3 separate regions of the Mus musculus genome follow, and regions 1 and 3 are each linked to region 2. A link is a contact called in public Hi-C data. All regions are on one chromosome and are shown on one strand. Each heading gives the region's core, a stretch centred on a gene start, on an enhancer-like site or on the middle of the called end of the contact. The rest is flanking DNA. Distances are from core to core; before and after follow the strand shown.

Region 1 (3,708 bases), core at 635-3,134, 790 kb before region 2:
TGGAGGCCTTTCATTAAAAGAAAAAAAAATAAAAAGAAAAAAAGAAGAAACAAAAACAAAACAAAAACAAAAACAAAACAAAAAAAAATCCTTATCAGGCTTTTCAGGCCCCATGATAGAACAGTAGGAAAAATTAAAAATACCTATCATATCCTAGTCTATTATCAAGAGAGTCTATTTTATATGTGCTGTCTAGTGTAAGCAGGGAAGTCCTAGAAGCAATGGGGAACATACAAATTACTCCCTATTCAAGCTGGAGTTTCAAGGACCGTTTATAAGGCACCCATGCCTGTCTTCATGCCTGCTGCCTGATTTATGTGTCCTTTTATAGTGCTCCGGGCAATTTAAATATACAGCCAGAGTTGAGGACAAATGAACCTTAGTCCATCTGGATGAGGTGTGGAGCCTTGGTTTACTGGGTGTTCACCGAGGCTCGTCTTCCCAAACAGTGGAACCTACTAGACTCTTCCCTTTGCTCTGACTGTGGAAACAGTCAAGGAAGTCGGAAGAATTAATGATTATTTTATTAATACTAATATTATTATTATTGTTAAGCTGTAGGAGCAGCTAGCACATTCTAACCCTGAGGCTCTTTCTCTACTTCTTACCATTAGGCTTTAGAATTCTTACAAGTCATTTAAAGAAGGAAAGATCGTACACCGGGAACCTGTCCCTAAACTTTACCTCCAGTGTTTATTTAGTTTATTTAGTTATTAATTTTCTGGGTCCAGTTGCATTATTAGTTTAGGTAAAAGTGAATACATTTTGTGGTACCTATGAATAGATAATTCAAATAATTTAGGTAATTAACTAGAGTTACCCCTTCAAAGTCAGCCTGGCGATAATATCATTAAAGGTACACAGGTAACTGGAAGCTGGAGTTTTCAGCATTGCACTTCTTGGGCTGGGTAATTGCCTCTTTCCCCATCCTGTCTTTCTAATTTGCTATGCAAACAAAACCAAAACAAACCAAAAAATAAAATGAAAAGAACAAAAAGCAACTTCTTGGCTTGATTTTTTTTTTGTCAATGTATGTATCAATACTTAAAAGACAGAACTGTTAAGGTGATAGCAATTCAAGATAGGACAGTGCAATTCAAAACACACCAAAAAGATAACAGATTTAGTGAAATTGACATATGTTAGTGATTATGCAATCATTCATTTCCCACAGATTTCTTTTTATAGGAAACTTTGGAAAATCCCAGAAGAACTGACCGAGTCACTTAAACCACAACAGGTTTCTTTCAACATCAAAACCATGAGTAGGAGTGGGAGAGGAATAATTTAGCTTTTTCTTTCTTTTTTTTTTTTTCTTAAGGACAAGGACAGCCTGGTTCTGACTGTGCAAAGCTGCGGCTTTGCCTCCAGTGGATGCCTTTGGAGCAGCAGATCTGACTTCCTCCTCCAACCAAGGAGTCCTAAAAACATCCAAGCAAAGGAAGCATATTTTCCCCATGACATGAGAAAGGGCCACAGAGATCTAAATGAAAACGGACATTTCACCCGAGTGACTGTTTGTATCTCACCTTGGCTGTGTGCCTAATTCAACAGGCACTTAGGTGGCTGAAGAGGGAATTTTTCGTTACCATGAATCCAGCCCCGGGTTGGACAGAGAGCCTTTTGACAGCAGGCCGAGTTCCTTGTGCTCGCTGGCAAAATGACCACATTTCTCTTCCAGTTGTTGTAGGGGTTTGAAAAAATCCCTCACTTCCTGGCAAAAGTTTTCTTTCTCCAGGAGATAAAGGCAAGGCTTCTTCCGCCTACCCATAGAATACTTCTATCACCTCAGAAACAGTTTTCAGCAAGGCAGGGTTGCTTGAACACTCATGTTAGCTCTCCACGGACTCTCGACAGCTGGCTGATGACCAAAGAGTCTCAGGGAAGTACTCCCTTCTCTGATTGTCCATGTCAGTGGGAGTCTGCGGGCTGTCATCAGAAAGTTCATCTTACATGTATGACTATGGGGCCTGTGTGTGTTCAAATATATATGTCTGAGGTATGGGCAGAGTGCCTAGTTTGAAGCTTTTATGCATACTCAAGAACCATGACTGAGAAGGCCAGAGCAGAATGAAGGTAACACTCACTCTTTTGTTGCTCCCTAGGAAGTACCATGACTTCTTTGGTGATGGGAGTCTAGTGTAGCAATATAGACATACCACTGCCTTATTCAGAAATAGACAACACAACTTACCCTGGTGGCAAAATGAATCAACACAATCCTTCTCAGTGACATTTTAGCAAAGTAAGTTGAGAACTTTAAAATGCCATATCTCTACTTTGGAATTGTTTTTAAGTTTAAACAACACAAAATACAGTGTAGACACTGTAGTTTAAAATAGGATGTCCTGGTGAGTTTTGTTCAACTGGACACGAATCAGAGTCATTTGGGAAGAGCAAAACTCAGTTGAGAAAATGCCCACAGCAGATTGGTCTGTAGGACATTTGTTTGGATGGTGATTATTGTAGAAGGGCCCATCCGCTTATGGGCAGTGCTACCTCACCTGGACAGGTGGTCCTGGGAATATAAGAAAGCAGGCTGAGCAAGCCTTGGGGAGTAAGTGTAAGCCATGTTCTTCTAAGGCTTCTGTTTCAGTTTCTAGCTTCAGGTATCTGCTGCTAATGAAGGTGCAATACCAGAGTAGAAGCCTTGAAGGGGTCATCAAGAGAAGCTGAGAAGTGTTAGAGCCAGTGAACTGAGCCCAGTAGAGGCTATGTGTGAAGGTACAGTCCAGGTACAACAGAGACCCCTGCAATTTGGAGATGGCAGTAGCATGGGACAATGTTCAAACCTGCAGCAGGTGTGAAGGGTGGTTGGCCTGAGCCTATGAGAGAAGCTGTGTGTGCTGTCCATGGCAGAGCCAGAGTGCTGGATCAGCAGATCTGAGACCAAGAAGTCTGTCACTGAGGTATCCACTGTTGGTCTTTAGCTTTGCTCTGTTTTGAATGTAACTCTGCCCTGGTGCTTTCCTCTTGAAATGAAAAAGTATGTAACTTATCTTTGATTTTTACCTGAGCTTATTGTGGAGAGGCTTTGAACTCTGAAAGGAAGTTTGGATATTTATAAAAATATTCCACTTTCCTTTTTTCAGTTTTAACATTTTATTGGGTAAATGGTTTTAAAGGTGATAGCCATAGTGTCAAAACTACTACAATGTCTTTTCACAGACATACCTTACAGACCCACATAAACCTTTTCATATTTTTGTCCTTTTTTGTTCATTTTTAATATTTTAAAGCCATACATGTCATATAAAATGCCCACTTCCAATAAGTTCTTCAAACTAGTAAGCAATTCAGTGTGGAAGCGGGGAGGACCTTGTTATAATGAAGGGGTTTTAGATAAAGTGATTGAATTTTTAAAGACTGGGGAACTATTAGCAGTTGGAATGTTCCTTACATTGTGATACTGATACTAATATGAGAGGTTTGGAGATAAATAGAAAAGGAAATGTAATGTTAGTAGTATGTTTGAGTGTCAAGTTGACATGGGTTAAAGTGTCCTAGGTAGTTTTTTGGTAACTTGACATTTGCTGGAGTCATTTGAGAAAGAGGAATGTCAACTGAAGGAATGGTCCCAGTAAGTCACCCTGTAGGCAAGCCTGTGGGTCATTTTATTGATTAGTGTTTGATGTGGGAGGGTACTTCTTTATGTGTTGTTCCATGCCTAAGCAGATGGTCCTGAGGTGTGTAAGAAGGTGGGCTGAG
Region 2 (3,286 bases), core at 604-3,103:
ATTTTTCCGACATAACTTTATCATTCCTGTGAGCTACACAGTATCATAATTTAATTAGTATTACATGTAGTCTATATTTGTAATATCAGTAGTTAGGAAGCTAAGGTACAAGGATTATGAGTTTAAGGGCAGTTGGGACTACAGTAATTCTCTCAAGAACAGCTTAGATGACATAGTAAGACATCTTCTCCATGAAGGCAAACTAACAACACTGATAAACTGGTAAGATAAAGATACAGTGGGACCTGTCCCTGAATCTGTTGCCTCCCTTTGTATTCAGTTCTACCTTGTCTGGCTTCAGTGGGAAAGGATGTGTCTACTCCTGCATTGTTTTCATGTGCAAGGAGAGTGGGGATACAGGGGCTCCCATTTCTCAGAGGAGAAAGAGAGGAAAAATGGGGGTTAGGATATTTGAGGGGGTAATAGGAGAAAGGGGTTGCTAATATTGGGATGTAAAAAAGAAATAATTCTTTAAATTACAAGTTTCTGTATGTGTGTCTTCATTCAATATGATAACAATAATTATGGTATTAAAATATATAATTTAATTTTCTTAAAGATAATAATAATAATAATAATAATAAAAGTATAATATAACATTTTACAAGTATGTCCCAAAACAAAAATAAAATTCAAATGAAAGTTTTCTAAAGAGGAAAATCAGGTAGTGTGTATCTAAAATATCTACACATGGGAGACAGAGGTAGTCAAGATATTTATGAATTCCAGGCCATCTACATGGTGAGTTCCAGACCACTAAGAGACTCATAATGAGACCACACTTCCTCAGAAAATGTAAGGGAACCTACTGCAGCAATCAATTGATACATATCCATTGTTCAAGCTACTCAGGACTTTGAAGCAGGGTAATCACTGAGCTCAGTAGTTTTAGTCTGGTAACAATGAGATTATATTTTTAAAGAAGTATATTATTCTAACCTGAACTGTTGTCAGAGATCAGAGCTGTATGTATTGTATTATATTTAATATATATGATTTAATAGTGATTAAAGACTTAAATATAATTTGAACCTGATCCAAGCCCTGCCCAACCTATAGTGTTTTAACACATCTAAGTAGCTGAATCCTTGATAACTGTATTTGCACATTTTAAATGTCAATGGATGGTTGCAACAAGAAGACAATCTTAAATCTGAAAGGTGGAATAAGTTACAAATAGGTTTAATATTCATTATTGAGTATTTATTAATTCTTCAATTTTCAATACGGTGCTAATATTCACATTCAGTGAAAACAGATGGCTAGTTCTCAGCTGTGGTATCTGTGCTCAGATGGACTCTCTCCATAGATGTAAACATTTTAAGGAAATAGTAACTATATGCTTCCTAAAAGAGAGAAAATGCTCCTTGGGAAATTAGTTCTGGGTTGGTAAGCTATCTGCAACAATGGAACATAGACTATTAGTAACCATCATTTGAAACTCATGATTCTCCCCTAACAGCCACACATTTAAAAAATTAGTACCCACCACAGAAGGTTCCGCAAGTCACAGTCCTTCTGTGTGGATGGCCAGTAGAGAGCCTTGTAATGACAGATGGTTTAGTTAATTGCAGAATTAAACTTGATGTTATTGAGACATGATTCCAGTGAATAGTATTTTCCAGACAGTGTTTAATAAGAAGCATGCGGTTGTGTAGTTCTTGCTCAAAAAAGGGAACCTGGTTGCAATGACTACCTTCTATAATCAGAGTAGGAGGGCAGAGGATGTTAACTTGATCACCCCCATGCACCCAGTTCCAGTAAGCTTATCAGGGTCTAACAGTGACTCCACCCTAAGCATTGTGAAAGAAGAGGCTGTTGAAACAGCACCTGGCATTTCACACTGAACTCCGGTAACACTCGCTGAGTCAGTGACCACATGAAGGGAAAGTACAAGGGATGTTGTGCAGGCCTCCCTGGGTTAAGCCCTGGTGCTAAGAATGGACTCATCAGAGAAATCACGGGGTTCATATGCAGCGAGAGTGAGGCAAGCTTTAAAACACTGGGTTTTAACACTACACATGTAAACATTTATAGAAGGATCAGGATTTGGTAGTAATAGGTACTTTTAGTGTTAGGATTTATATATTTCTTCCTGGGGGGAAAAGAAACTGAGAGAGCATCTGATATGAGTAGCAATCAGACTTAGAGTAAGCATATTTCCACTTGATATTTGCAATACTATGTTTTACTGCATTCAACAACCTTGAATGTGTTTAAGCGAAGAAAGAACATTTATTTACCTGTGAATATTACAATTTTTTTTTGTTTATAGCTGAATAGAGTTCTGTGTACCTGCAACCATTTCATTATCCACTGATCAGTTGAAGGAAATTTAAGTTGTTTTCATTTCCAAACTGTCTGCGTTACTCTCTGCTGCACTAAACTCTGATTTCTCTTTTCACTCCCAGTCTTCTGCAGTACTCACTCTCTTCACACCTAAACATGAGTACTGAACATGGCTGAACAAATATATGTGGACAGGATGTCTACTCCTTTGGATATATGCCAAGAAGCAGTATAATTGTGTCATATGGTAAATCTATTTTTAGACTTTTGAGAAAAGTTCTACACACTGATTTCCAGAGTGGCTTCACAAGTTTAAAATTCTACCAAGAGTGAATGAGGCTTCCTCTTTTCCTTGTTTGCATTTGTTATCTTGATGTCATTTTCATCTTAGCCCTTCTGACCGAGCAGAGATGAAATATCAAGTCATTTTAATTTGCAATTCCCTAATTGATAAAGGTGTTAAATACTTTCTAAGATATTGGTTGCCTGTTTTTGTATCTTCCTCTAAGAAGAATCTGTTCAGAACCATATCTGTTTTTCAAAATGGACCAATTGTTTTGATACTTTCTTGTTTTAATCCTTGATACATTCTAAATATTACTCTTATGTCAATTGTAAAGCTGGAAGATATTCTTTCCTACTCTGTAGGCTTCCTTTATACTCTGATGAGGTAGAAACTCTAATAGTCAAGTAGTTAACCCAGATCCACAAACATGAATACTACATGTTCTCTCTTATTTTTGTTTCTTAGCTCTACATCTATAGATATGCATATACAACCTAGAGTAACCAAAGAATAAATGAAATTAGGAAGGTAGATGAAAGTAGACAAGTGCTGTAGATAGGCAAATGTACAAATGTAAGTACTGTGAAATAATAAATAAAAAAAAGTGGGGGAGAGCGGCTTCAACAGGGGCATGAGGGGAAAATGAGTACAGACAGAGAGGGAGGAAGAGGGATAGAGTTCTTTAAGAAGACATAATGTTTCATTATATTA
Region 3 (3,217 bases), core at 142-2,641, 620 kb before region 2:
CTCCTAAGTCCTGGCGAGGTCTGTGAGACTATTGCCACTTTACACAAGGCCTCTCTGAGTAAAGGGCAAAATACCCTTGAGATAATTGTGAAACATTTTGCAATATTTTAATATTACTAAACAGAAACTTTCATTGCTTTTATATGGCCAGCTGGAACTGACACAAATATATGCTTGTTCGCTGTGAGTCTGCCCCAAACATATGATTTTATATAAGGATTTATTTATGGATAAGTCCTTTATCTTTATATTGAATGTAATACTTGCTGGTAGTTTTCAACTTGTAATTATTTTGCTTCATATCAAAGAACAATATTAGAAATTAGAGTCCATTCACTGTGGTGTCTGAGTCATGGACTATGCTGAGCATCTTTTGAAATTTGCTCAGCTATTCATTTTCAGGCTCCATACCATCCTTCTCTGCTTCTTCTATTCTTCCTCCTTCACATTATTCAGTTCTCTCTTTCTTTCAGTATTTGTAACATTATACTAATATGTAACAGCTACATGTACATTTCAAAGAATGAAACCCTCCCCTTCCCACAAGCTTGGCCTGTGATCCAAGGGAATGGCAGCATCCTTGGCCTCTGTGTAGACTTGTACTGTCAGATTAGTGATGCTGATGTCTTCAGGCCTGGGCCAAATCTGCACAATGTTCTTGGTACCAAGATGCTCCACTTTCTTCCTTTCTGTGGAATCCTATAGCTCTGTGGAGCTTATAAATAATTGAGTTATTTTTAAACCACTGGATGATTTCCAGTCACTCTCTTTTACACGGGATTAATTATGTAAGAAAACGGAATTGTGCCTCAGCAGTGTTACAATTTTTTAAAAACAACATGTTGTTTAAATTCAGGTTTGGCAACTCCAGCCTGAACCCCCTCGTATTTATGGCACCACACCCATAGCATAATAAAACCTTTAGACGTCTTTTGTCTTCTCGCTTGCCTTCTATTTTTTCTCAAGGGTGTTTTATGCTGGAAGATGCAAACAAAAGTTGTCCAGATGTTATTTGTATCAGAACAGAATTTCAGTCCAGCTATCTGTGGTTGCAAATGTTTATTTTAATGGGTTATTGTGCAATCCTTGCTGTGTAGACCTTCATGGCCTTATACGAACAGTCTCAGCAATGCCAGGACATTGTTTTTTAAAGTATATCATTTTAGTCCAATGGAATGATTAGTTGTCACCACAGGGGCAGAGGCTGCAGCACCTGGAGAAACAGAAAGTGTATTTTTGTCTGTGTCCTTGTGTTGACACTGTTCAAACTGCCCAATTATGAAACCATGACTGATGGACTTTAGGTAAGCAGGGGGAAGGTGTGGTCCAGGCCTTAGCAACAGCCTCAGCCCTTGGAGACAAAGTTACATGGCTGCAGTAAACATACCCGTGGTGTTGAAAAACAGGCCAGCTGCTGCCCCATACAGCTGATGGAATGAGAGAAGGGCTTAGCTAAGCCACAGCAGTGTGAGCAGTGAGTTTATTTTAGTGATTACAGCAGGCATGGGCTGGACTTATTATTCATTTTTAGAATTCTAATAAAATCTTAACTGATGTTTCCTTGATACTAGAGTAAATTGTTTACCTCGTATCTAAAAACACACATTAGAACCAGTACCAATTAACACTGAGGAGTTTCTAAGGCTTAAAATTAATATGAAGCTAGATTGCATCACACAGAAATAGATTTTAAGTTTTGTACAGTTATACATTTTAGAGCAACTGATTTTCTTTAAAAACATATATACATACATACATACATATATATATAATATTATGGAATATATATATATATAATATTATGGAATGCATATATATATATATATATATATATATATATACATACATATATATATAATATTAATGAAATACACAAGTCATTCTCTGTTGGAAGACTAGCCAGCAAGTTTCACTTAAAATGAACTATGTACTGCAGAAGTAATACCAAGTTTCTTACCTTAGTGTATTGACATTGAGGGCTGATATGTCTTCCAGCTAATGCTGTCCTTAAGGAGTTTGCATTGACTCATAAGCAAAGCAATTGGCCATATAAAATTAAAACTGAAAAGCATTTTGTGAATCATTTTTAAAAAGAAATTAATTTTTGTTTAAGTTTTATAGCTATCAAGAGTCTTGTTAAATTTTTTAATCCAGAAATTAGGTTTCAGTGAGGAAAAGCTTTTGGAAGTGTTGGCAAAATATAATTTTTTATTCGTTCACATCACTACTTATATCAATCTTGTAAAAAGGACTGTTGAATTAATGGCCAATAGTCCTTAGTTTAGAAAGTACTCGATGAAAGTCAATTCGTATTCTAGTAGCTTTGAAAATCATTGTCATTTCTAGAGTCTGAAATGTCTACAGTGTATCAATCTGCTTACTGCAGGGTTGTGCAGAGTTCTACTTCTTAAGAGTAAGAATCTGCTTTGACATGTGAGTGAACTAAGTGTCACATTTATGAAATACCTCTTTGCTTGTTTGCTTTATTGGCATCCCTAAACATAGGATTTACTTGAACTATCAGATAATCACCTTAAATCCACTATGATCACATACCGTTGCAGTTAAAGGGGGCACATTGTAGTTGAAGAGATGTGAATGAGTGGAGGGGAAATGTATTCTGCTGCTACTAGCAATATCCAGGAGGACTCACTCACTATTGCATTAGGAACTCAAGTAACCAGAATCTGCCGACTTTGTCTGCATTCCACTGGAAGCCAAACTTGACAGCAGCACATGAAAGTGAACATTTTATAGGGAAAGTACAAGAAGGATTAGTCTAGGATGGTAGAGACAGTTCCTAGGAAGTGAAGTCATCCTATAAGGGGCAGTTATCCCTGCCCTCCCAGTGTGTGACTGAAGCATACTTTCTCAGGGATATCTTGAATACCAAGCATAGACATTGAAATGATTCATTCAAGAAGTGAGCATGCTGGGGTATTGACACATCATGGCCTGCTAGTCACGCAGTGAGTTATTCTATAAAGGTTAGATGAAGAATATATAGAAGTAGTAATCAGGTGTATTCATACACAGTACCCCCAGACTGTCGTGTGTGTGTAAGGACACCATCCTGTGTTTTGAAAATGATCCCTGTGACCTACAGTGAAGATAGGGTTTATCAGCCATCAGTCAGGTCAGAAACAAATTCTGCAGAATAAAGGGACCCAGACCAGCATTTGTCACGCAGGAAAAAAGATGCTGTGGTACTACTGTA

The links. Hi-C and Micro-C count contacts between places; a contact is called where the count stands out from the background.
Region 1: a Hi-C map of 3T3-L1-derived adipocytes shows a contact between it and region 2, with 6 times the contacts expected there. The contact joins two enhancer-like sites. A contact is called at or near these places in 1 of 484 Hi-C or Micro-C datasets (3T3-L1-derived adipocytes) and 1 of 115 datasets of contacts at active chromatin or transcription factors (acute myeloid leukemia).
Region 3: a Hi-C map of 3T3-L1-derived adipocytes shows a contact between it and region 2, with 6 times the contacts expected there. The contact joins two enhancer-like sites. A contact is called at or near these places in 2 of 484 Hi-C or Micro-C datasets (the 3T3-L1 cell line and 3T3-L1-derived adipocytes).

Annotation. Positions count from the first base shown.
Region 1 is chr2:45,579,862-45,583,569 of GRCm38.p6, forward strand. It overlaps Gm30848 (a long non-coding RNA gene), which reads left to right. Exons shown (of 3, transcript XR_374345.3): 3 at 1,322-3,708. Among named protein-coding and RNA genes, the nearest start is that of Gm30848, 9.0 kb to the left of the region's middle. Within about 2 kb of position 1,885, at least 88 of the 459 cell types and tissues checked have an H3K27ac peak or open chromatin away from gene starts, as enhancers often do. A contact at or near this core is called in 3T3-L1-derived adipocytes, where this site is marked.
Region 2 is chr2:46,369,363-46,372,648 of GRCm38.p6, forward strand. No RefSeq gene overlaps it. Among named protein-coding and RNA genes, the nearest start is that of Gm13470, 72 kb to the right of the region's middle. Within about 2 kb of position 1,854, at least 99 of the 459 cell types and tissues checked have an H3K27ac peak or open chromatin away from gene starts, as enhancers often do. A contact at or near this core is called in 3T3-L1-derived adipocytes, where this site is marked.
Region 3 is chr2:45,746,755-45,749,971 of GRCm38.p6, forward strand. No RefSeq gene overlaps it. Among named protein-coding and RNA genes, the nearest start is that of 1700019E08Rik, 52 kb to the left of the region's middle. Within about 2 kb of position 1,392, at least 38 of the 459 cell types and tissues checked have an H3K27ac peak or open chromatin away from gene starts, as enhancers often do. A contact at or near this core is called in 3T3-L1-derived adipocytes, where this site is marked.